Linked DNA regions of Zea mays: regions 1, 2 and 3 are each linked to region 4. Evidence: chromatin contacts called from public Hi-C data. All regions are on one chromosome and are shown on one strand. Each heading gives the region's core, a stretch centred on a gene start, on an enhancer-like site or on the middle of the called end of the contact. The rest is flanking DNA. Distances are from core to core; before and after follow the strand shown.

What was found. A called contact is a pair of places that touch in the nucleus more often than the background predicts.
Region 1: a contact with region 4 is called in a Hi-C map of ear, with 4 times the contacts expected there. The contact joins the promoter of LOC100274659 here to the promoter of LOC103633227 in region 4. A contact is called at or near these places in 17 of 25 Hi-C or Micro-C datasets (bundle sheath, ear, endosperm and 6 more) and 2 of 3 datasets of contacts at active chromatin or transcription factors (leaf and seedling).
Region 2: a Hi-C map of endosperm shows a contact between it and region 4, with 2.7 times the contacts expected there. The contact joins the promoter of LOC100284505 here to the promoter of LOC103633227 in region 4. A contact is called at or near these places in 6 of 25 Hi-C or Micro-C datasets (ear, endosperm, leaf and 2 more) and 1 of 3 datasets of contacts at active chromatin or transcription factors (seedling).
Region 3: a contact with region 4 is called in a Hi-C map of ear, with 2.4 times the contacts expected there. The contact joins the promoter of LOC100273379 here to the promoter of LOC103633227 in region 4. A contact is called at or near these places in 6 of 25 Hi-C or Micro-C datasets (bundle sheath, ear, endosperm and 1 more).

The regions. Positions count from the first base shown.
Region 1 is chr7:162,181,500-162,186,997 of Zm-B73-REFERENCE-NAM-5.0, reverse strand. It overlaps LOC100274659, which reads right to left and starts at 1,890. Exons shown (of 1, transcript NM_001148984.1): 1 at 1,186-1,890. The coding sequence starts at 1,757. The coding sequence ends at 1,401.
Region 2 is chr7:161,835,668-161,841,059 of Zm-B73-REFERENCE-NAM-5.0, reverse strand. It overlaps LOC100284505 (ATP synthase chloroplast subunit2), which reads left to right and starts at 3,217. Exons shown (of 1, transcript NM_001157400.2): 1 at 3,217-4,539. The coding sequence starts at 3,260. The coding sequence ends at 4,339. LOC103633224 (Polynucleotidyl transferase ribonuclease H fold protein with HRDC domain) reads left to right here. Exons shown (of 12, transcript NM_001351852.1): 9 at 215-720; 10 at 815-1,313; 11 at 1,494-2,146; 12 at 2,380-2,674. The coding sequence ends at 2,458. It also overlaps LOC109461486.
Region 3 is chr7:162,105,841-162,111,414 of Zm-B73-REFERENCE-NAM-5.0, reverse strand. It overlaps LOC100273379 (reactive Intermediate Deaminase A, chloroplastic), which reads right to left and starts at 2,137. Exons shown (of 6, transcript XM_008654926.3): 1 at 1,815-2,137; 2 at 641-756; 3 at 454-498; 4 at 49-122. The coding sequence starts at 1,974.
Region 4 is chr7:161,978,194-161,983,718 of Zm-B73-REFERENCE-NAM-5.0, reverse strand. It overlaps LOC103633227 (tRNA wybutosine-synthesizing protein 2/3/4), which reads left to right and starts at 3,426. Exons shown (of 11, transcript NM_001374196.1): 1 at 3,426-5,525. The coding sequence starts at 5,382. It also overlaps the pseudogene LOC103634316.

The sequences.
Region 1 (5,498 bases), core at 641-3,140, 200 kb before region 4:
ATAAACTGCTTCCGATTTGCTTTCATTTGTGAAGCGACAATTGGATGCGAATATGAACTGAAAAAACCGAAAACATTTATCTTAGTGTAATACAGTAGACAAACTCCGACGCGGATACAGCCTAGCACATAGTTTAAACATCTCTGCTATCTCTTAATGCAAAACATGCTGATCTGTAAAAAACTAATTTGAAAAAAAGAATAAGTCGAGAACGGTTGATCTCCTTTAAAGTCAACACGGCCTAGATCAGAACTGTTCGTGCGTGGAACAGAATCTCGGTTGGAAAACAAAACCAAAAAATAGCTTACATATGTTTGACAAATCAATCCATAGCTCAACTAATTTAGTTAACCGCCTTTAGAAGCGCATGTTAATGACCAAAATAATTTTATCTACAAAGAAAACCAATATACATGGACAATTGAACGAACGTGCTGGTGAGAACTCGGCGTTGGAGAAGCCAAAAAATAAAAAAAATAGAGAAAAAACAAACGGACGACATGTTCAGAAATCAAGCGCCAGAAATGGTCAGAATTCACGATGGAGTAAAAAAAGGTTTTTCTGGTGTGCTCATTTTTACCCTTAGTTGTGTTTTTTTTTTTTTGCTCAGTTTTGCCTTTTTCAGTGCTATAGAACAGAAGGGTAAAACTGAGCAAAAAACACAACTAAGGGTAAAAATGAGGACAACAGCAAAACCGAGGGCACCACCATAAAAACACCAAAAAAAAAAAGAATGAGAGCAGCTGAGGAATGGATGTTCACCATCTCAATCACTCTGACCTCGAGCGCCTCCAATGTCTACATAATGGTATGTCCAATGTCTACATAATGGTATGAACAGAGGAGGCACAAGGCATCAGAACAGACAACAGGGATTCTATTGTACTGCATGTCAATATTCCTGCTTCATCTTCATCCATGATCTGATGATCATAAGTGGATTAAGAGCAGTAGAGCACTACTAAACGAAACAGCACAGTACAGATTTAGCGACACGATTCAGAAACCCTCCACTTCAAAAGCAGTTCAACCAAGCTGAAATGAGCTAAAATTACTAACAAAGTACAAGCTCCGATGGTAATCTGTACTCCATAGTTCCACAATCCAATGTCCAAAGCAAAAACAGGTAAGCAGAGATGTATCTACTCAACAAAAAAAAAGATAAATAACTCTTCATAGCTTATATGTCTATCAATATACTTTATTAAGATAGATTGGTCTCCTGATCCAAGACCTAACAAATGTACACCCTATCTGGTATCTAATGCTATGCTACTAGTATGAATATGGCAACAAATGGCTAAGCCACGCATGCATGGATTGACGGAGGTGCTAAATAACTAAAACAGCAAGTAATATCAAGTAACATGATCTGATCGTCAATCAGACCATGGTCCGTCTCACTCGGGTATGGTCTGCAGCGACGGCCGCCACTGCCCCTCCTCCCTGTGCCGGAAGTTGGAGCTAGTGCTGGCCACGCACAGGAGCTCCGAGATGACGTCCTGGACGGGCACTCCGCAGCCACCGCCGTGCTTGCCGTCCTCTACGCGCCGCAGCAGCTCCTCCAGCTGCTTCCTAGTGATCCTGATCTTCACCTCCGTGGCCGCCGCCGGCGCGTGGCCGGCGCCCTCGCCCTCGCCCTTGCACGCCTCCTCCCTCCTGTCCTCCACCCACACGGGGTTCGTCCTGGCGTAATGCACGGAGCCCGCACTGCCGCTGCCACCGCGACGAGGCCTCTCGAGACAGCAGTTTCCCATCGATCGGGTTCCCCCTGGTGGGCACGGCACGGGAACTGGATACGGATCGGCTGCTGCTGGAGGCGAAGGACGAGCGAGTTTCGTCCGTGTGCAGTGTGGCCGAAATGATTGGTGCGTGGAAGAAACCGCAGATCGTTTACGAGGGCGGCCGTGGTGGAGTAGTTATAGGCGCGGCGGGCAGAGACGGGAGGGGAGGGGCCGAAGGAACGAGGAGGAGGAGGACGGGACAGGGGGAGCCGGGAGCAGATGCGCGTCCGGGACACGTGGATGGCCGTGATCGGGGTCGCGGATGACGGGCCCGTGGGCGGGCCGACCACGTCGCCGCGCTGGCTCGTCGTTGGGTGTGGGATGGGCTCGATCGGGCTCTGGCGGTGCCGCAAAGTGTGAAACGGGGGGAAAGGGGGATCGTGTTTAAAAGCAAAGTGGGACCTTGTAAACGTGCCTGCCGTTGGCGACGACAGCGCTTTGTATTTGCAGTAGTTTTTTTTCCCCTGTGAACAAATATTTATTGGACGGTTTGTACTTCTTTACTTTGTACGTTTCTGAGCTGCTGTTATGCACGCCAGTATGCCACGACCACTTGGTTTTCTTAACTGTGCGATGCCCCACGTGGCATTGGCAGCTAGCTTGTACGACTTGCATGCGCTCGAGAAAAAATATCTATATGCTTGTGTAGCTTACTAAAAGAGTAGCGCAGCTTGCTAATCATGCTAGCTAGTGTTGTACAACAGAGAAAAAATATCTACATGCCTTGATGTCTTCAATCTCACTAGCTTCATCATCATCATGAACACGAGACAACAGAGAAGGAACGCTAGTTCAATCAGTTCAAGTCCTTAGCCATATTTCTTCACTCCAGAGTTAATCTGACCTTACGGGCAACAGTTCATCATCGGTATGTTTGTTTGCATACCTATCGTGCCAAGCATTGACACACGTTTTCTACCATACTTGTCTAAGGTTATGGACATGTTTGTTTTCCTACCTAAGGTGCTATAATATGTCTGAGCTAGTTGCTTAATAAAAAATTAACCTTAGATAGAAAAGTTAGACACGTTGTGGTATTTTAGGCAGCAAATCAAACAACCCATAGGTGTTCAAATTCCGCGTCAGACCATGGTGTGACTAAGAGAATTTTGTCACACTTTTTATGAGTCATTGATGACCGGAACCTACGCATCAGTAGAAAAATCATGTTACAACCGCGGCTACAAACCAAAAGCACGCCTAACTCTATCAAACCTGGCTAGCCTTAGGCTTGAAAAATTATGGCAAGCGAGGTAGCGAAACAAACAGGCTAAAATTTCGCCTGCAGCGCCACAGTAGTTTTAGATCTTTTTATTATCTTTGCTGGTCTCTCTACGTACTATAGTCTATAGTATAGTCTGGAAAACTATAAAGTCAATTCGCAGATGCTAATACATTTTAAGTTCAGCGACAATGCGGAGTTTTACCATCCCTTTTGAAATATGATACGCTTTTTCCCTCTCAGAAAATCATACGGTTCGCTGCTGCTGTTGTTTTTCCCAGTTGTTGCAGCTTATCATTAGGCTGACTTGTGTAATCATGAACCATATCCCAACCGGAGAATGATTAGCAGTTAGCGTATGGCATTGGTACCACCTCTCTGAATAATATAATGCAGGTCTACACTAGCACTACTACATCCCTGAAACGGTCCTCTCACCTTGAATGATTTGATTTTGGTCCCAACCATTGCAACTTCTGGAACGAACCATGCATGGCTGGGTATCCATGCTAGCTCCTCCTGCTTCCAATCTAACTCCGGCTTAGTACTAGTAAACAATCTTCTGGTAACCACCGTTTCCTTTTTAATCCCCTGCAGAATAAAAAGAAGACGGTGCAGGTTGTGGCGTTCTTAGAACAATCATGGGGTGGTGCCAACCACTGTAAGCTAGCTAAAATGGTTCGGTTCAGACCTGGGAACTGCATCATCGAGGTAGTACTACTAGTAAGGTGGACGCATGATTGGTTGCAGTATATATATGTATATACCTGTCCGATCAGACACGCATTATACTCCAACAGCTGAGACCTGAGATCCGTCGAGTCATCTAGGTCAACACAATTCCCCGGTTGGTTGGGGGATATATGCCGGGTTGGTCCGGCCACCTGACTGATTGGTTTCTTTGGGACCGCCCGCCAGCCTCTGACCCCCATGCACATCGCCGCCACCGGCCAGGAGTTGGCCGGTCGCCGTCGCCGCCGGCTGGCTGGCTGGCTTGCTTGCTTCCCGTGGAGGCGGAGGCGACCCAACCGCGCTCATTTGACAAGCAGCGCCCTCTGCCTTTTACCAGTGGTTGACATTGTGATGGTACTGGCGATCGCTCCAGTTTGTTTTTCTGCCTGTGAAGTTGTGCTGCTGTTGGGACCTGGGACTCGGGAGGACGATTGATTCTGATTGCAACGCCGACGTGGTAACTGAAACGAAAGCGGGCGGCTATTGCAAGCAAGTTCCGTCGTTCATGTGCAAACTTGAGTGATAATATATTTTTTTTGACAAGTAACTTGAGTGAAACAGTGCCGGGAAATTGTTTCGTGGTGGGATAAAGGCCCTTCATAAACAGAACGCTAGGCTGTTTCTAGTTTGTTGCAGCCAGATGCAATCCTATTCTGTTGCAGCCTCTCGAATCTACAAGCTGTAGATCTATACACACAAAAGTCATAGCTGCTTGAGACTCCATATAACTTCTGTCCACGTGGGGGTCTGCAGCTGATAAATGTGAGGGGTTCTATCGGAATGGATTTGCATTCAGTATATATAGGGACTTTTTTCCGTTTGTATTGGTTGAATCGAATAGAAAAGAAGATTATAACGAAGAAAACCCAAGTGAGACGGGCTACGGGATGAGACGTTGGGCCTGCGTGAGTGAGTAAAGTGTTTCAGGCCGAGGCTTTAGTGAGCAGACAGATGGGCCTGCGCCTTTGTGCAAAGTCTGGATAGCAGACAGATGGGCCTGGCGATAAACTGTTCGTGGGTCGGTTTTACATTCACAGTGAGATGGGCTCGCTAAATCTTGAACGCTTAAGCCCAATGGAGAGCGGCCCACTTTGTCTTTGCTCGATTTTGCGTAATTTTGAAACCAACGATTTGTTCTCGCATTGATTTTTGGGGTGCTCCTGTACAGGAAGCTTTGTCGCATTCGTGCTCCGGCTGTTCCATTGGGTGGTATCGGGCTATCGGCGGTGTGGAGAAAAGTTTTCTGGTTGTTGTTGTTGTTGTTTGTTCCTGTACAAGTGTAGAGCCTTTGCAACCATATGTGTAGGGGTGGATATCGAGCCAGCTCGGCTCGTTATGGCTTGGCTCGTTATAGCTCGTTATTGTAACGAGCCAGCTCGGCTTGGCTCGTTATACTAACGAGCTAAACAGCTGGCTCGGCTCGTTAGGAAGCTCGAGCCAGCTCGTTAGGCTCGCGAGCCACACAACTAAATATAAAGATCTATGTACATAAATATATGTATAACTGAAAAATCATATTCTAAGTGTTTAACACTACAAACATGTAGCCATGCAATAATACAAATATCTAAGCACATGACACATCCACACATGTCCATATCACATATCATAACAACGAGAAAACAAGACTATGAGAGATGAGACAACACCAACGACTAGACAAACTTGTGTTGTGGCTTAGCTCGTTTGGCTCGCGAGCTAGCTCACGAGCTAACCCGAGCTGGCTTATTAGAGAATCGAGCTAGAATGCTAGCTTGGCT
Region 2 (5,392 bases), core at 1,968-4,467, 140 kb after region 4:
TACAAGTGAAAGCAGCAGCAAACTAGTTGTGTGCCTTATCACCTTTTGAATCCTGGGTGACCACCAAATGTCACTCAGGCAAGTTGCATAACGTTGGGCACATTGAAGTAAATGCATTTCCAGGATATCATGCATATTTGCAGTTATGTAGTTGTGGTGGGTCTATTCTTCGTTTCTGATATCTCATAATAACTTGGATTTTGGATCATTCCAGGCTCGGATGCATGATGAAAGCTTACGATATGTTCTGCCAGACCAAGCTATAGCTGCCCTTGCCGTTAGTCTTCCAAAGGGCCCAACAGAGGTGTTTGCTGTCATAGCAGAAACTGACCTAAGCATTTCAAGTATGTACCCTTCCTTGTCATCACCGTCACCTCTTGTTGTGGCTCATGTCAAAGAACTCTGTTATCTGCTGGATGACATCACTACCAGCATGGACAGCATCTTTAAAAGTTTACTAGAGAAGTATAAAGATCCAAGTGGATTATGTCGACTATCAGTTTATAATTATAACCTTATAACACACCTAAGTTTGAAGCAAACAAGTATGTTTTCCGTTGCTCCAAGTGGAAAGAAGTTGACAGCACTGCCTAATAAAAAGGTTTCACGGGATTTATTCATTAAAAAGTTTTCCTGCAAGTCCCCGGTATATCACAATTGCAGGATTTATGCTAGTGATGGAAGACTACTTTGCTACTGTGACCGCAAAAAACTGGAATGGTTTGTCTCCTAAATATATGCTCATTAGCTATTTACATGCATGTAGCATGAATGAAGAATTATTTTGGCAAACTGATGAGCTCTTCTATCCCAGGTACATTCAGCGTAATTTGGCGAAATTGATTGAAAATAGTCCTCCAGCAATCATGCTTCTCTTTGAACCTAAAGGTCGTCCAGAGGATGAAGATAACGAGTTCTATATTCAGAGCAAGAAAAATATTTGTGTGGGCTGTGGAGAAAAGAGCCATTATATTAGATACAGAATAATACCGTCATGCTACAGGATGCATTTTCCAGAACATTTAAAGAGCCATCGTTCACATGATATTGTACTTCTTTGTGTAGACTGTCATGAAATAGCTCATTCAGCAGCTGAGAAATACAAGAGGCGAATAGCAGAAGAATTTGGAATACCCCTTTTTGTGCAAAAGATAATGAACTCGGGTGATATAAGTTTGATTACCAACACATCAGTATCTGAAGATAAATTGAATGGAACAGGTGTCTCCCCATTGCAGCTGAGGACTGCTGCCATGGCTCTTCTACGTCATGGATCCACTATGCCATTGAAGAGATGTGAAGAGCTAATGCAGGTGATGACATCCTTTTTGTATTTCTGGCTCAATATGGATTACTTAACAGTTTCTGGAGCTGACATAGTGACATCGACGTATTAACATGTTTGATCCTATCCGTCCATATGCTTCCCTTGTTAAATATGTACTTGCTCTTAGCTATAGGTTGCTGTTATGAACCAGTTCAATTCTTTGCAGATTGTGAAGTCATACTATGGTGGTAGAGATGTGACTCCTGAAGATCTCGAGATGGCATTACTTGTTGGTATGAGCCCTCATGAGCGAAGGCGTCTTGAAAAGAAAAAGGGATATTCGTTTAGAGCTCAGGCTCAAACTATTATTAGAAAGAGCAGCAGCAATACCATCTCAGAAGACAGTGGACATGGATCAGAAAATTGTCATGCCTTATCTGCGCGATTTCCTGAGGTTGGAACTGGTAGTAATGGTCAGCAAGAGTTTGATGAGACAGGGAATCAAAACCAGCTAGAGAATTTAACCCTGAGCCAGGGAAGCTCAAGTTTGCCAGTCAGCATGGAGGACACCACTTCTGATCATGACACTGTGACACTCGAGACCGATACCGAGCAGCAAGCAAGAGGTGCCTGTACTCCTGGAAACAGTCATGACGACAAGGAACAATCCATATGTGACAATTCTAGTCAGGTCATTTCCAAGAATGCTGAGAAGATATCCCTGTTGGGTCATGGGCATCATGGTAAACAAGTTGTGGAACTTTTGTTTTCTAATGGTGGAGAGGAATTTGTTAACCAGTTTTGCCAAAGGTGGAGGCAGATCTTTGTTGAAGCTGTTCACCCCCGTTATTTACCTTCTGGCTGGAATATTAACCACAGGTTGTTTGCCTTTCATATATATCTTCTCTTGTGCGCTATGCATGCTGATTAGTTGCATAATTGCCTGAACTTCCTGGTGCTTAGAATTGGCCAAGCTGTAGCGAATATCGAAGTTATAGCCATGTACCAGTGACCTTAAAAGATCTTTCTATTTGTCGTAATGTCTTTTTGTCCAGATTTCCTTTCATCACCAGATATTTACTGTTATCTGTATGACCTCTTGTGTGGTTCAGTGGACGGCGGGATTTTGGTGACTTCAGTGTCTACAAGCCACCAAGGAAAGATCCTCAATCTGCAACTGCAAGGGATTAGGCTTACGCGGGTGTCATGCTGTCGTTGGTACCCTGAGGTTCAACTTACTTTCCAGAATTGGTTCCATTCCCTTAAACTTGATCTTGTTGTACTTGTTCCATTCCCTTAAACCTGATATTGTTGTACTTGTATGTATCTCAATCTGTGTGTTTGTTCGAGTACCTTGAAATACCAATTTCATCTCCTATGTATTTCTTTGAGATGAACTTTGCATCAGTTTTGTTGAGCCGTTTTTTTATACGTGAGGATTTAGAGTACTAACAATTTAAGTCCAAGAAAAATCAACAGTGAAGTTCAACTCAGCAGATTAAATCTTCAAAGTGCCGTTTTTAACTGGGAGTTGAGCTCAAATTGGTTTCTTCGGGACAGGCTTGAAACTTGTTGCGTTTGGAACACAGAAACTATTCAGGATTTCACTGGAAACGATTTGATTCCTGTAGAGATGGGCCAAAGCTCCTCCAAATTGTGATCGTAGGGAGTATCTGCTATTTTACCGTGGGATATCCTGGGCAGGATCCCAGTTTCCCCAGAGCATTATTTTGTTTTCCATTCCTGACAAGCAAAAATGGACTGCGGAGAGCGTCATATTGCAAAGCGGTGCAGCCAGCTCGGCAGATCCACATGATCCTCCCCATCTCGCCATCACTGCCCCTCCACCACTCAGCTCGGCTTGAATACCCCACCGTGCACACCTCTCCACCCAAACCCAATCCATCCAAACCCATTTCCCTCGCTCCCATCCCGTCCCGCCCCTTGTCTCTTCCGCTTCCCCCCGACCCCGCGCGCCGCGGACCAGCAGCCATGTCGTGCTCCCACCTCTCCACCGCCTGGTCCTCCTCGGCGCTCGCCAGCAGCGCCTCCACCACCCGACGGCGCTCCCCCCCGCGCTCGGGTCTCCTGGTGCGGTGTTCCCTCCGTGAGCTCCGCACCCGCATCGACTCCGTCAGGAACACGCAGAAGATCACGGAGGCCATGAAGCTGGTGGCCGCCGCCAAGGTCCGGCGCGCGCAGGAGGCCGTCGTCTCCTCTCGCCCTTTCTCGGAGGCGCTGGTGGAGGTGCTCTACAACATGAACCAGGAGATCCAGACGGAGGACATCGACCTGCCCCTCACCCGCACCCGCCCCGTCAAGAAGGTGGCCCTCGTGGTCCTGACCGGCGAGCGCGGCCTCTGCGGGAGCTTCAACAACAACGTGCTCAAGAAGGCGGAAACCCGCATCGATGAGCTCAAGCAGCTGGGCCTCCAGTACACCGTCGTCAGCGTGGGGAAGAAGGGCAACGCCTACTTCCAGCGCCGCCCCTACATCCCGTTGGAGCGCGATCTAGAGGTGAGCAGCGTGCCCACCGTCAAGGACTCGCAGGCCATCTGCGACCTCGTCTACTCGCTCTTCGTCTCCGAGGAGGTGGACAAGGTGGAGCTGCTCTACTCCAAGTTCGTGTCGCTGGTGCGCTCCGACCCCATCATCCAGACGCTGCTCCCCATGTCGCCCAAGGGCGAGATCTGCGACGTCAACGGCGTCTGCGTGGACGCCACCGAGGACGAGCTCTTCCGCCTCACCACCAAGGAGGGGAAGCTCACCGTGGAGCGCGAGAAGGTGAAGATCGAGACGCAGCCCTTCTCCCCCGTGGTGCAGTTCGAGCAGGACCCCGTGCAGATCCTGGACGCGCTGCTCCCGCTCTACCTCAACAGCCAGATCCTCCGTGCCCTGCAGGAGTCGCTCGCCAGCGAGCTCGCCGCCCGGATGAGCGCCATGAGCAGCGCCACCGACAACGCCATCGAGCTCCGCAAGAACCTCTCCATCGCCTACAACCGACAGCGCCAGGCCAAGATCACCGGGGAGATCCTCGAGATCGTCGCCGGTGCCGACGCCCTCGCTGGCTGAGCCTGAGTCCCCTTGGTGGTGCGGTGCTCCTGCTATATATAATTCTTTTTCCTCATTTTCTCCACTCTGCCTGTAATTCCTGATAATAGCACAAACGCAACGGAGTTCTGTGTTCCTTGCGACACACAAGAATTTCAATCCAGAGATGCCAAAATGTATAATCTTGCCGCAACTGAGACGTCGAAGCTCAGTGTATTTTTATGCCCAAGTCTTCCAAATGTTTGGCACGAATCAGCTACGGCTCGGCATCCTGCGGCATGCACCAAACACCCTACCTAGTACATGAGTAAAGGTGCAATAGCAACTAAGACGAGGCTGTTTTGAACACATAAATCTCAAAGCAATTTGACAGGATTGCTTTTTCATGCAAAATTTATCAAACTTCTGTGTTCTTTTTTTTTATAAAAAAACATTGTTAAGAGAAGAAACATATAATGCTGCAGTTGAATCACGTCACTTCCTCAGAATCATCAGGCCGGTAGGGGATGAAGGTAAACTATATATGACACCATGATAACAACGCCGGCTCATATCTTGGTCTCATCAGTTATCACAATCCTGTCCTGTGGATGGATGGAGCATATTGGAATCAAGCTTGCTATGGCGACGTAATACAGTGACAAGCGTGGTAACACTGTAACTCTTCACTATTATAAAGTAGATGTGTTTAATGTAACGGTTGATCAACAACTAATTGAGTTAGATGATCGTTTTAGCTTTGCGATAGAGCTTTTATCGCTCTCTGTTTCTTTGAATCCAAGAACAGACACTTTTGATATATCAAAGTTACACCACTGATTTTTCAATCAAGAAAGTTCCAATTAAAACGCCAACTTCCACATTATCAGCTTGGTGTATACATCACCTAGAGCTAAATACATTACCATCACTCGCTGATGAAAGGACTCATTAAATTGGGTAAAAGTTCTACGGATTAATAGATTATTAAGATTAATGGTAGTCCCTCTTGCCTAACCTGCAACCACTAAGATAGTGTTTTCAACTACAAAAATTGTCAAAACACGTTGTTGCAGGGGCGAATCCTCCGGCCGG
Region 3 (5,574 bases), core at 888-3,387, 130 kb before region 4:
TGAAGACATCAAAATATCTTGAGCAAAACATAAAGAACATTTACTTACATGATCGTTGTCTTCACAACTGAAGAATAGTTAGCACCACTAGCTTTCAATATCTCGCCCATGTTTTTCATAACCTGTCACCGAGAGTAAGTTACAGCAGATACAGCAGACAAGTATTTTCAGAACACAAACTTGCAATTTGCAAAGACAACTTATGTTCTTGCAGAATATCATACAAGGCATTCCATTTCTGCATTTAGCAAATGCAGATTCAATAACAAAGTTCTAAAATATTGCGGACAGTTTATTATATAGCACGTGCAAATCATGTAAATTCTTATGAGAGATGTTCGAAATACATATTTTTTATGCAAGATTAAAAGATACTGTGAACGACTCAGAAATCACAAATGATATATATTCACACCTCACATGTAAGCAGCATTAAAGAATCAAGATTTTCACCTGCTCAGTTTGCTCCTCAACATTTTCAGAGATAAACTTCCTGGTCTGAAAACAGAAAGGCATATTAGTTGTCTCTTCACCTACAACCAGCAAACTGATCGGTTCGTCCAGTGGAAAAACCAGGAAACTGATACAAGCAATGTAGAAAAAAACAAGAAAATGATAGAACGACAGTGCAAAAGCAAACCTCGGGATTCAAGCCAAGAACTCCAGAAACAAACACAAGATTATTTGCTTTGATGGCCTGAGAATAAGGGCCTAGTGCTGGTGGTGCCTTCTCTGTCTGAACAGCCTCCTTTACAGCTAAACAAATTTCTCAAAATTGTCATTATAGCATACAAAATGGCCCAAGACGTTCAAAATCTATTTTAGACTTCCCCCTCAAGAGATAACCAAATGCCCCGCAGAGTTTCCATGTGTAAGAGAAAGAACCAGTTTTGTTTAGTTGTTCAACAGCATCAACTCGCAACTCATAAACCATGTTAATCATGTTTTTTGGTTTGTAGTTGTCCTTTATTCCAGTTCATTTCTTTTATGTTTGAAAACACCAGGTCAGGTGAGCAATTGTTGTTCAGCTTAACTACATTTTCACACTGTGCTAACATTGCTTGGGTGAACTCTCTATGCCACTGTGACATTAAATTTCATGATTCTCAGCTACAAATACGGGATTGCGAAAAAAAAATCAGTAGCATAATAGACGCTTAATAGCATTTTAAAGGGGTATAGCACTCTTCTAGCAAACTCACTACTAAATACTAGTAATCATTCAGCACTTGTGAGAGCAGTTTCTTACATAGAACCATGTATATCCAAGATTCCCAACCTATATGAACACCAGAAACTTTTATGTGCACTTTATTACAAATCCCATCGTATTCAGCAATCCCCTTGATATCAGAAAGATAATCATTGCTTTGCTTTCCCCTTGGACATTTAGATCATTATTTATGCTTATATCGGGCATTGCTGGTGTCATACGCACTGAAATACTGAACAAGTGACCATCCAGCCAGATCTGCAATCTCTAGTTTTTTATTGGTTGACGCTGAGTGAGCTTGCACTTCTCATTGCATAATGCAAACTTTGTTGCCTTTTCATGGAGATAAAATGTTAACCAGCAAATTCAGCATTGCACATCTGTAGCTAATTATTGCCATGGATTAGCTGCCCCTACAATCGAATCGCTGAAGCAATCCATCCTCCGTTTTGAAACAAGGATGTCATTACAAACAATAGGTATCCCCCCCCCCCCCCCCCCCCCCCCCCCCCCCCCCCCGACACGACGAGATAAACAGTAAGTGCAAAGAAATGGTAGCAATCCGCGCGTCTGTTTGGCGCCAAAGTAGCGGGAGGCGTACCGGTGGCAGAGGTCGAGAGGGACGCGGCCACGGGGCGTCGGCGCCCACTGGAGAAGGACAGGGACGAGCGAGAAGCGGCGGCTCCAAGCCTGACGGAGATGGGTGCCGCGGGTGGGGAGGCGGCTGCGAACCTGGAGACGGCGGCGGCGCTCCACGCCATGGCTAGAACCCTACCAACTGCGAGCACGGGCGAGGACGTCAGGACTCACGAGGGTGAGGGATTTTGTCGTGTGATGGGTGGGTGCGAATATGCGATCGCCTGTGCCCCACTATAGTGGTAGCGACTACGGACTACTCATGTCCAAATTATAAATGGAGTGTTTGTTTAGAATTATAATATCTTTAGATTATATAATCTAATAAATTTTAAACTAACATTTAAAATACCTAGTGTATGTTTTTAAAACATCTCAACATTAAGAGAAGATAAATAATCATCAAGTGTAATGCCTTGATATTCTATAAAATGCACAAAAGCTAAACTTGTCGTTTGTTGTGTGCTCCTATGTATATGAAGTTTGTCAGAAATCGCTGAAGGAGTAACTATATTGATTTGAATGCTATCCAAGATTAATATCATGTCCACATTTGACTTATTAACATTTGATATGTTCTGCGAGGACGTCTGCGAATATGATCCACCAGCCTTAGTTAAAGCATATGCTGATTATAGATTCGCGTGGTCTGTGATAACTCTCCTATTATGAAATCACCCTATTGGTGATTTGTCTCGCGAAGAAGTTCATCCTAATGATGAAGTTTCTATCAATGCACACAATGTTATTGTGCGAGGAATGTGGAACACTTAATCTTTCGTTTTGAAAAATGGCGAAGGTCGTTATTAAATGTGGGAGGCAAATGTGTCGACACATATATTGCCTTTCTAGATTGCAAACGGATCAAAACAAATTCCTAGACATGAGTGCTCGAAGCTCTCTTATCATATCACTGATAAATGCAATCGAAGTTGAACCAATAATCGCAAAGAGAAAGTCGCGATATTAAAGTTCGAACATTTATGGACACTATCGAAATAATATGTGGTGAATGTGGTGATTCAAGTGGTCATGTGAGAGGCACATCCCAACATATGTGTTGAATAAACATTTTTCTGCTATATGATATAATCCGACAAATGACATGAATTAAAATATACAGTTAAAGGATTATGAAGATCCAACATGAGACATAGGAGGACTCACAATCTTGAGTTATAAAAATCCAACATATAAATCTCGTATTGTAAAATACATTCTTGATGAATGATCACACTATGTGTAGAGAGAATATCTCCTAGCTGTGATGAATGATCACACTATGTGTAGAGAGAATATCTCCTAGCTGTGATTATAGTTCCCTGATGGAATCTTTCCAGCAGAAACAAAGTTTGTGTTGAACACCAAAATTTGATAACCCTATAAAGGGATAAACACCCATACAAACATGAGAAATTATAAGATGAGGTACCACATGACTTGAAGTTCGTCAAATAAGCACATGTGCATTCCACAAGATTTACTAATGTTATATTCCACTAAATGTGGAATTATGGTATCCTCTAAAGTCCTGATAGCATAACCCTAGATGGTTTAGGTGTTACTGGCAAAATATCCCCATTATCGCAGAATAACACACTATAATGATGTATCCTATCGTTGAAGAATCCCTGATGGATGATCTTTGATGAACTTTTGTTACAACGTCATAGAAGTTGCAATGAACGAACGCTCGGAGCGAACAGTCGTATTTGGAATTTGTACTATTGCAATTATATTACTCCCTAAGTCCTCTAAAAGGACAAGTTATTTATTGTGCATAACTATATATACACTAGGTAAGTGCCCGTGCGTTGCAACGGAAACATATAATATCATGATAACTTATGTATAAATGTGTACTATATTGTTATGAGAAAATATTTCGTAACCCGTTTGTGATCCTAGCCATGCATAAATTTTGTTATTTTAATCTAGCTATTTCACCACTACATAGTGCAATGTTGTGCGTTGCAACGGTATACAAATTATTCGATAAGATGTTGGTGCAAAACGGATACATGAAAACAAACAAGATAATCATCGACCTCACTATCTAAACAATTCTTTGGCAACAACTAATCTCCACTACTATAAAGCATCATCTATCAAAACCTACATAGTTGTCTATTGCATCCCTATCTACAATTCCATAATTACATAGTCCATTTGTTTCCTCCCACGTACAACCAACAATAATATAATCAAACTTCCTTTTACAATATCTATGCCAGCACCATTAACCTAGTGGTTTTCTCCGATATCACAAACTACAAAGGAAGGTTGGACCATTAACCCAGTTACTTTCTCCGATACCATAATCTAAAAAGGAAGGTTGGACGACGCAATTGATGTCTTCAGACGAGGGGTAGCATGGAAGCTGAAGCACGAGCAGAAAGTCGTAGCGTGGTCTATGACAAGGAGCGATGATAAAATATATTGATATGCCAAAACACTAATTGTTATTCTAGTTTTTTGTTCGCATCACTAAAAGTAGATGTTTACATACCTTAAAAGATATATATAAAGTTGTACTTGTGCTTTGTCATTGATAAAAAATAATAAATATGTAGCGATATTAATCAACACCTCAAACAAAAACATGTTGATTCCATAATAGGACAGTGTATTATATAATATTTAACAAGAAAATTTAATGTAGTAACCCTAGTTCACTAATAATTATTCAGATTACCAATAATATATCTATCTATGAGTGCGGGTCACATGGTGTTGTGCTAATCGGGAACAACGTAAGTGCTTTACTCTCTCGAGAAACCAACCAACGCAGCCAAATCCTTGCCACCGCCTAATCCACTCATGTTAAAGAACTATTATAAAATCACAAAGCCATTCCTAAGAGAGAGAAAATAGACAAAGAATATTAGTCCTCATGGTCCATAAGCATGCCCATTAGGAGTATGAAAACGTGTGTAAAGACACAAACACATCTATTATTAGAGCAAGCAAGGGTGTATCCTGGAGGCCGTTAGTGAAGCAAGTGCTATTGAAATTATCAATCCCAAGGATAACCTAAATGAATGGGTCACTAAAGTGGGCGATGGTGGTAGTGGAACCACAGCGAGTCAAATAGTGTTTTATCAATTCAATGCTTATTTGGCTACTACAAAAACACAAGAAACACTCCTCCCTACAATAAATTTAAAGCTTGTGATTTTTGTCTGATTGAAATAGTCAATAACTGACCATTTTGGAGATGACCAGTCTCTGTCCCAAACACTCTACATTTTTAAGCATCTGCAATAGTTTGGTTTATGTTTTAAATTTGTCTTAATTGGTTATAATTTTTATATCCTAATGTTGTAAAGCTAAAATGATTATGCTCATACCGATATTAGTTTTGTCGTATAAATGGCATGTGTTATATCCACTATCTGTTTTCTTGGACGAAATTGCATCAACGTCTCACATACTGATTGCTAATCTTTACATGTCTGAATGGAATAGTAGGGTGCTAGTACAGTAGTAGTACAATTTTTTAAAAAAATAAACATAATACAATAGTACTACTTGCTAGAGTAGAACTAAAGGACTATATGGCACAGAAGTGTCTTACAGTTCTTCATCTTTGCTTATGTAGATTTAAGTGACGCAAATTGTAGCTGGTGTTTTGATGAGAAAGTTATGATTCAGTCACTCTACAAGGTGAATATACTTCTCGACTGTAACTCAATTCGCTCTATTTAGTCATGTGGAACTTGTCT
Region 4 (5,525 bases), core at 2,177-4,676:
TATGGCGCCCGAGGCTGGACTCGGCTGCTGTCAGCCTCACCCTGGCAGGTGGCATAGCAGTCGGAGCAGGGCAGGCGACGCTATTTTCCTGTTAGGTCAGTCAGTGGAGGGGCGAAGTGCTCTGCTCGAGGATGACTGGGGCGGAAGGCTGGAGCGCTAGGGTTTGGTGCTTGCGTGTTGTGGGAGGAGTGTTGGTGGGCGTATACATCGACGATGAAGCCGGGTGCGGCTTTTGGTTCCCAGGCTCGTTGCCGACGTCACAGCGGCGACAGATCTGTAGTGGAAGGGAGAGGCGGTGGCGGTGGAAGCACCATGTGCTCGACACTTCTCCCCATCCAACACAACAACACATAATGAACCCCAAGGTAGAATCGCAACGAGATTGATTCTGCGACGCGCTTATACCTAGTACGGGCACATCTTTGGCGACTGCATCCTGGAACCTCGTACGGTCGGGGGCGGTGATGACGCCGCTGCCATGGAGTTGGGGAAGGATCCTTCGGGTGCTACTTCGTGGTCAACCGTGCCTCGGAGGCCGTCACCCTGGGCGCCGATGATTTCCTCAGCTCCTGCTTTGATGTGGCCGACCTCGACCTAGTGTGTCGATGTGGCCTAGCAAGGCCACACGCGTACAGCGCCGCCCTCCACGACTTGCGCCTCCTCCTCCATTTTGGTTTGTGCCAGAGTGATTGCCTTAAACCTAGATAGCTTGGAAAGAAGGGGAGGAAGAATCGCGAGGGGCGGAGCAACGGTCGCGACGTCGATGTCGACATGGAGAGTGGAGGACGGCGACGCGAAGGCGCGGGGCTAGGAGCGGGCGGGAGCGACCGCGGCTAGGGTTTTGCGTTGCGTGCGATTGAGGAGATGCGTGCACTCGGTGGCGGAGACGGCATGGGGTAGTGGCAGTTGGGATCAATCGAGGGAAGGACCCAAGGAGGAGACTTCGGGCGAAGATCGTGGGAATCTGGATGTTCGGGACACAATATTATGGTGGAGATGAGTAGTAAAACCACGGAAATGGTAAAGGGAGAAAGATTGTTTTTTCTCACTCAGAAGTATAGGTGGTGGAGTGGTTTGAAGGGTTGAGTTATGTTGCTAATTCAACATGTCTCGGGTTCGATCCCTCAGTCTGCCTCCTTTTTTTACTGCACGTTTGGATGACAGAACAGCGTCAGAGGCAGAACGACAGGCTACCCTTACAGCCTTAATAAGTAGTATAGATTATGGTGTAAGATAGAAAATTATAGCATCCCAGCATAAGCTATCCTCGTTATTCTAGATGAAAAACGAGACGCACATCTTGAAGAATATGTTTAAGTCACGAGGGATAAAAACTTTGACAAATATCGTCATCAGGGGGGCGAATGGTTAATATTGATCACAATTGTAAGAAACTGAATGTCGTATTGTATGTCTTGAAGGCATTAGCTCGATGATCAATATGTTGGTACTTACAGAAGTTTCAATCAAATAAATCGATACGTGCATATACTTCCAGAAGCGTGTCGAGGTGAAGTTTCTAAAATAATCCTTGCAGCAATATGCAATTTGTTTGCTAAATCTCTACATGCATATACTTATAGAATAAGGTGGGTTATCGTATTAAAACATTTTTGCAAGGATGAGAGGAGCACATTTCTAAAGTTAGCTCTTGTAGAAGATTAAGTGTATTCAAGATCTAGGAGATCGAAATATGTCCTGATGATAATCGTTGTACTTCTTTTCCATTTGTGAGTTTTCCTGAAGTTTATTGCATAAGTTTTTAACGAGGCAACAAAGTGTAAATACAATTTGCGTCGCCATGCACTCTTTCTCCATGTTTTTTCCATCGAGTTTTTGGTAGTTTTTAATGGGTCATGTGTTGGTCGCGGTATTCACTCATGGGTGAGTGTTAAGTAATTATAGTTAGGGTTATGTTGGCAAATATGTTTTTGCCCACAAGGGGTCTGACTTCATCTATATAAGGAACTTGTATATATCCTCATAATGAGTGAAGAGAAAGAGTCCAAAGGCCTAACCATACATCACGTGTCTTGTGTGTTCCCTGTCGTGTTTATGGGAAGGGGACGAAACTTCAACATCTTCTCGCGCCTAAACAACTGACATGAGGGAAGGGAGCGGATCTGGTGATCTATAGTAACGTAGTTCTTAACACTGGTATCTTTGCCAAATTTCGACGGCCTAGATGCTTTGGAAACTGGAAGGGTGGAAATGGGTAGAATTCAAACGCATCCTTGCATGGGCTCATATGGAAGGCACAATCTCCAGCAGGTCTGGGCATAAAAATTGAAAATGAACACCGAAACCGATCAAATCACTATAGTAATCTTCGTTTACCATTCTTCATGAACCAATTAATCATGATGGACATCGACTAATATGCAAGCAAATCTTGCGTACAAGCGTGCAATCACTTATTATAGTCACTGGGATCTCCATCCAACGGTGGATCAATAATTTTTAATTTGATCCTCCCATCAACATGTTCCACCAGTGTGTAACATTTTATTAATAACCCTCTATTCGATTCACTAGTGAATGGGCATATACGGGACTAGAAAACATGATTGCACGCTTACACACCGGGTCTGCTTACATATTAGTCGATGCCATCACGGTGATAGCTCACATACATCTTTCTTCCTTTATCATATAGGGCATGGCATTCGAAGTGCCAAGCACAACATCACCTTTCCTTTGAGCCACTGCAATTGATCTATTGGCAACATGCCCAACAAACTTTAGCTGGTGTAGCTGCCGTGTAGGTCCTATTGTGTAGGAGTAGTTCACCGTATTTTTAAAAGTTTAGTTTTTTTTCTTAAAATCGGATCTATGTGCCGTTTGGTTCACATATTGATAACATAATGAGTAACTGATAATATTAAATTATGTTTGTTTAGGTCTAACTATAATCCATACCACACTAAAAATAGATACCGGCTTGCTTATTTAAACTTGTTAACGCTAGTATTCGATTATGAATCATTATCATTTACGTTACATACATTTCACGAATCAAACGGTAACTATGTGGCTAACTAAATATTATTCAAAAACTAAATTTTACAAAACCGAAAATCGATCCGAACTTCGATTAGCCCAATGCCCAATCCTAGATCTCCGTAGCACGCCGAGAAATTTGCCATTATGAAAGTCCACCGGTGCGGCTTCGACGAATTAGAGGCTTAGGCGAGGGTTTCTCCATTATAGAAAAGCTGGGCATAGCCAACACTCTAAAATGAACATGACGACTCCATTACACGGTTCGAACCACGATTACTGTCGTTGATACCGGCGCCGTCCCAAGCGCCGTGAGTTCTCCATCGCCATCGAGTTTTCCCTTCTCTCCTCCTCGCAGATATCTCCCTTCTCTCTCGCTCTCTCGCACCAGAGCCGCACCCTCGCACCAGAGAGCAGGTAGACCATGTCCTTGTACTTCCCCGTCGCATGACGTGGTCGTCGAGCAGCGACGCGGCGGAGGCGGAGGGCGGGGAGGAGAAATTTGCCATTACGCATGGCGCCGTCGTTGTAGGTGCGGAGCAGCCCCGACAGGGAGGAGAAATTTGCCATTACGGCGTGGGCGGGCTCGCCTAACCACGACATCGCCTTCGACTCCTCCTGGGGGCTCCTCGACGACCTAGATATACTCGTCAAGCGCCTCCGCTCAAAGCAGGTGCGGAAGGGCTCCATCGACGGGAGCGGCGGCGCCGGCAACAGCAACTTCGACTCCTTCTCCGAGGCCGGGTGGTCCAGGGAGATCTCCGGCGCGGCGGATTCGGCATCCACCAGCGCCCCGTGGGACGAGACGAGCCGTGACTACCTCACCTTCGTCAAGGAGTACCGAGAAGCCGCCATATTGTGCCCATCTCATGCCAGGGCACTCAAGCTCCTGGGGAGCGCTCTCTTTGGCGTTGGGGAGTACCGAGCTGCTGAGAAGGCACTGGAGGAGGCCATCTTCCTGAAGGAAGACTATGCTGATGCGCACTGTGACCTTGGGTCGGCCCTGCATGCAGTAGGGGAGGATGATCGTGCTATCCAGGAGTTTCAGACAGCAATTGATCTCAAACCTGGCCATGTTGATGCCTTATACAATCTTGGTGGATTGAACATGGATGCTGGCCGCTTCGTACGGGCTGCAGAGATGTATACTCGTGTGCTGAGCATCCGACCAAACCATTGGCGTGCACAGCTAAACAAGGCGGTGGCTTTGCTTGGGCAGGGTGAATCTGAGGAGGCTAAGAAGGCACTCAAGGAGGCGTTTAAGATGACACAGAGGGTGAAAGTGTATGATGCTATCTCACATTTGAAGACATTGCAAAAGAAAAAGCCAAAGCCTTCCAAAGGAAAAAATGATGGTCAAGGGGAGCAGACTTATGTTAATGTGGAGGCATCCAAGTTCAAGAGGGTTGGCAGGAAGACTACCTTGCGGCAGGATTTGGCCAATGCTCTAGATATAAGGGCCTTCGAGAGGATGACGAAGCTAGGCCACTGCGATGTGGAGCTTCTTAGAAAAGAGATGAATGAGACTGATGTCCCCGTATCTTACTCAGACACTGGCATCCCTGAGAAGTCAATACGCAAAGCAGCTCTTGAGGTTATTCTCCGCAGGCTCCTCTCTTTTCTCAAGCCAAACACCTTTCAGGTGCCATCAAGGCAATCAACGAAAGAATTCTCTCTGTCCTTGATGCTCCTGGTTCTGGTCGTGTTGATCTGGGTATGTTCTTCGCCATCATTGCTCCAATCTGTTCAGGCCCTGTGGATAGGCGCAAGCGTATCGTCTTTGATGCACTTCTTTGGCGTCATACACGGAATTATTAGAGATGTTCAATGACCCGGATTGGGGATTTGGGATCCTGAGCACTCTGGTGAAGCTCGAAGAGGGTGACCACATACGCCATGGTAGCCACACATCCCAGTCCCCCGAGCTCGTAGTAGTCGCTGCCACCGTGACGGGCTCCGCTGCGGGCGCCGAGGACGCATGGCGATGACGGTCGTCCTTGGCAGACGCGGAAGCGGAAGTCGCGGAGGAAGAGGAGTCCCCGTCGCCGCCGCCGAGGAGACCACAGAGGATGGCGAAGAGCACGAGGCAGAGGAGACCACAACGGAAATATGACGGCGTGAGTTTGAGATCGTCGTTAACGGAAATATGACGGCGTGAGTTTGAGATCGTCGTTACTTGTTAATAGAGTTGTCATGTTCATTTTAGAGTGTTGGCTATACCCAGCTTTTCTATAACGGAGAAACCCTCCGAGCCTCTATTTCGTCGTCGTGTTTCATAATGTCAAGTCTCTCTAGCACGCCTGTACCTAAACCTCGCAAAAGCCTAACCCAAACCCTAGCACCTCTCGAAATCTCCCCGCGAAAGACAGCCTTCTGGTCACATGGATTTCGGTCGCCGGAAGGCGGCGGCGCTGGCTGCGCTCTCCTCGCCGACGCCGGACAGGTCCCCGAAGGGCGGTGTCGACGCCCCGATCGCTCCGCTCCTCGATGCCCTCAACTCCCACCCGGACCTCTTCACTACCTCC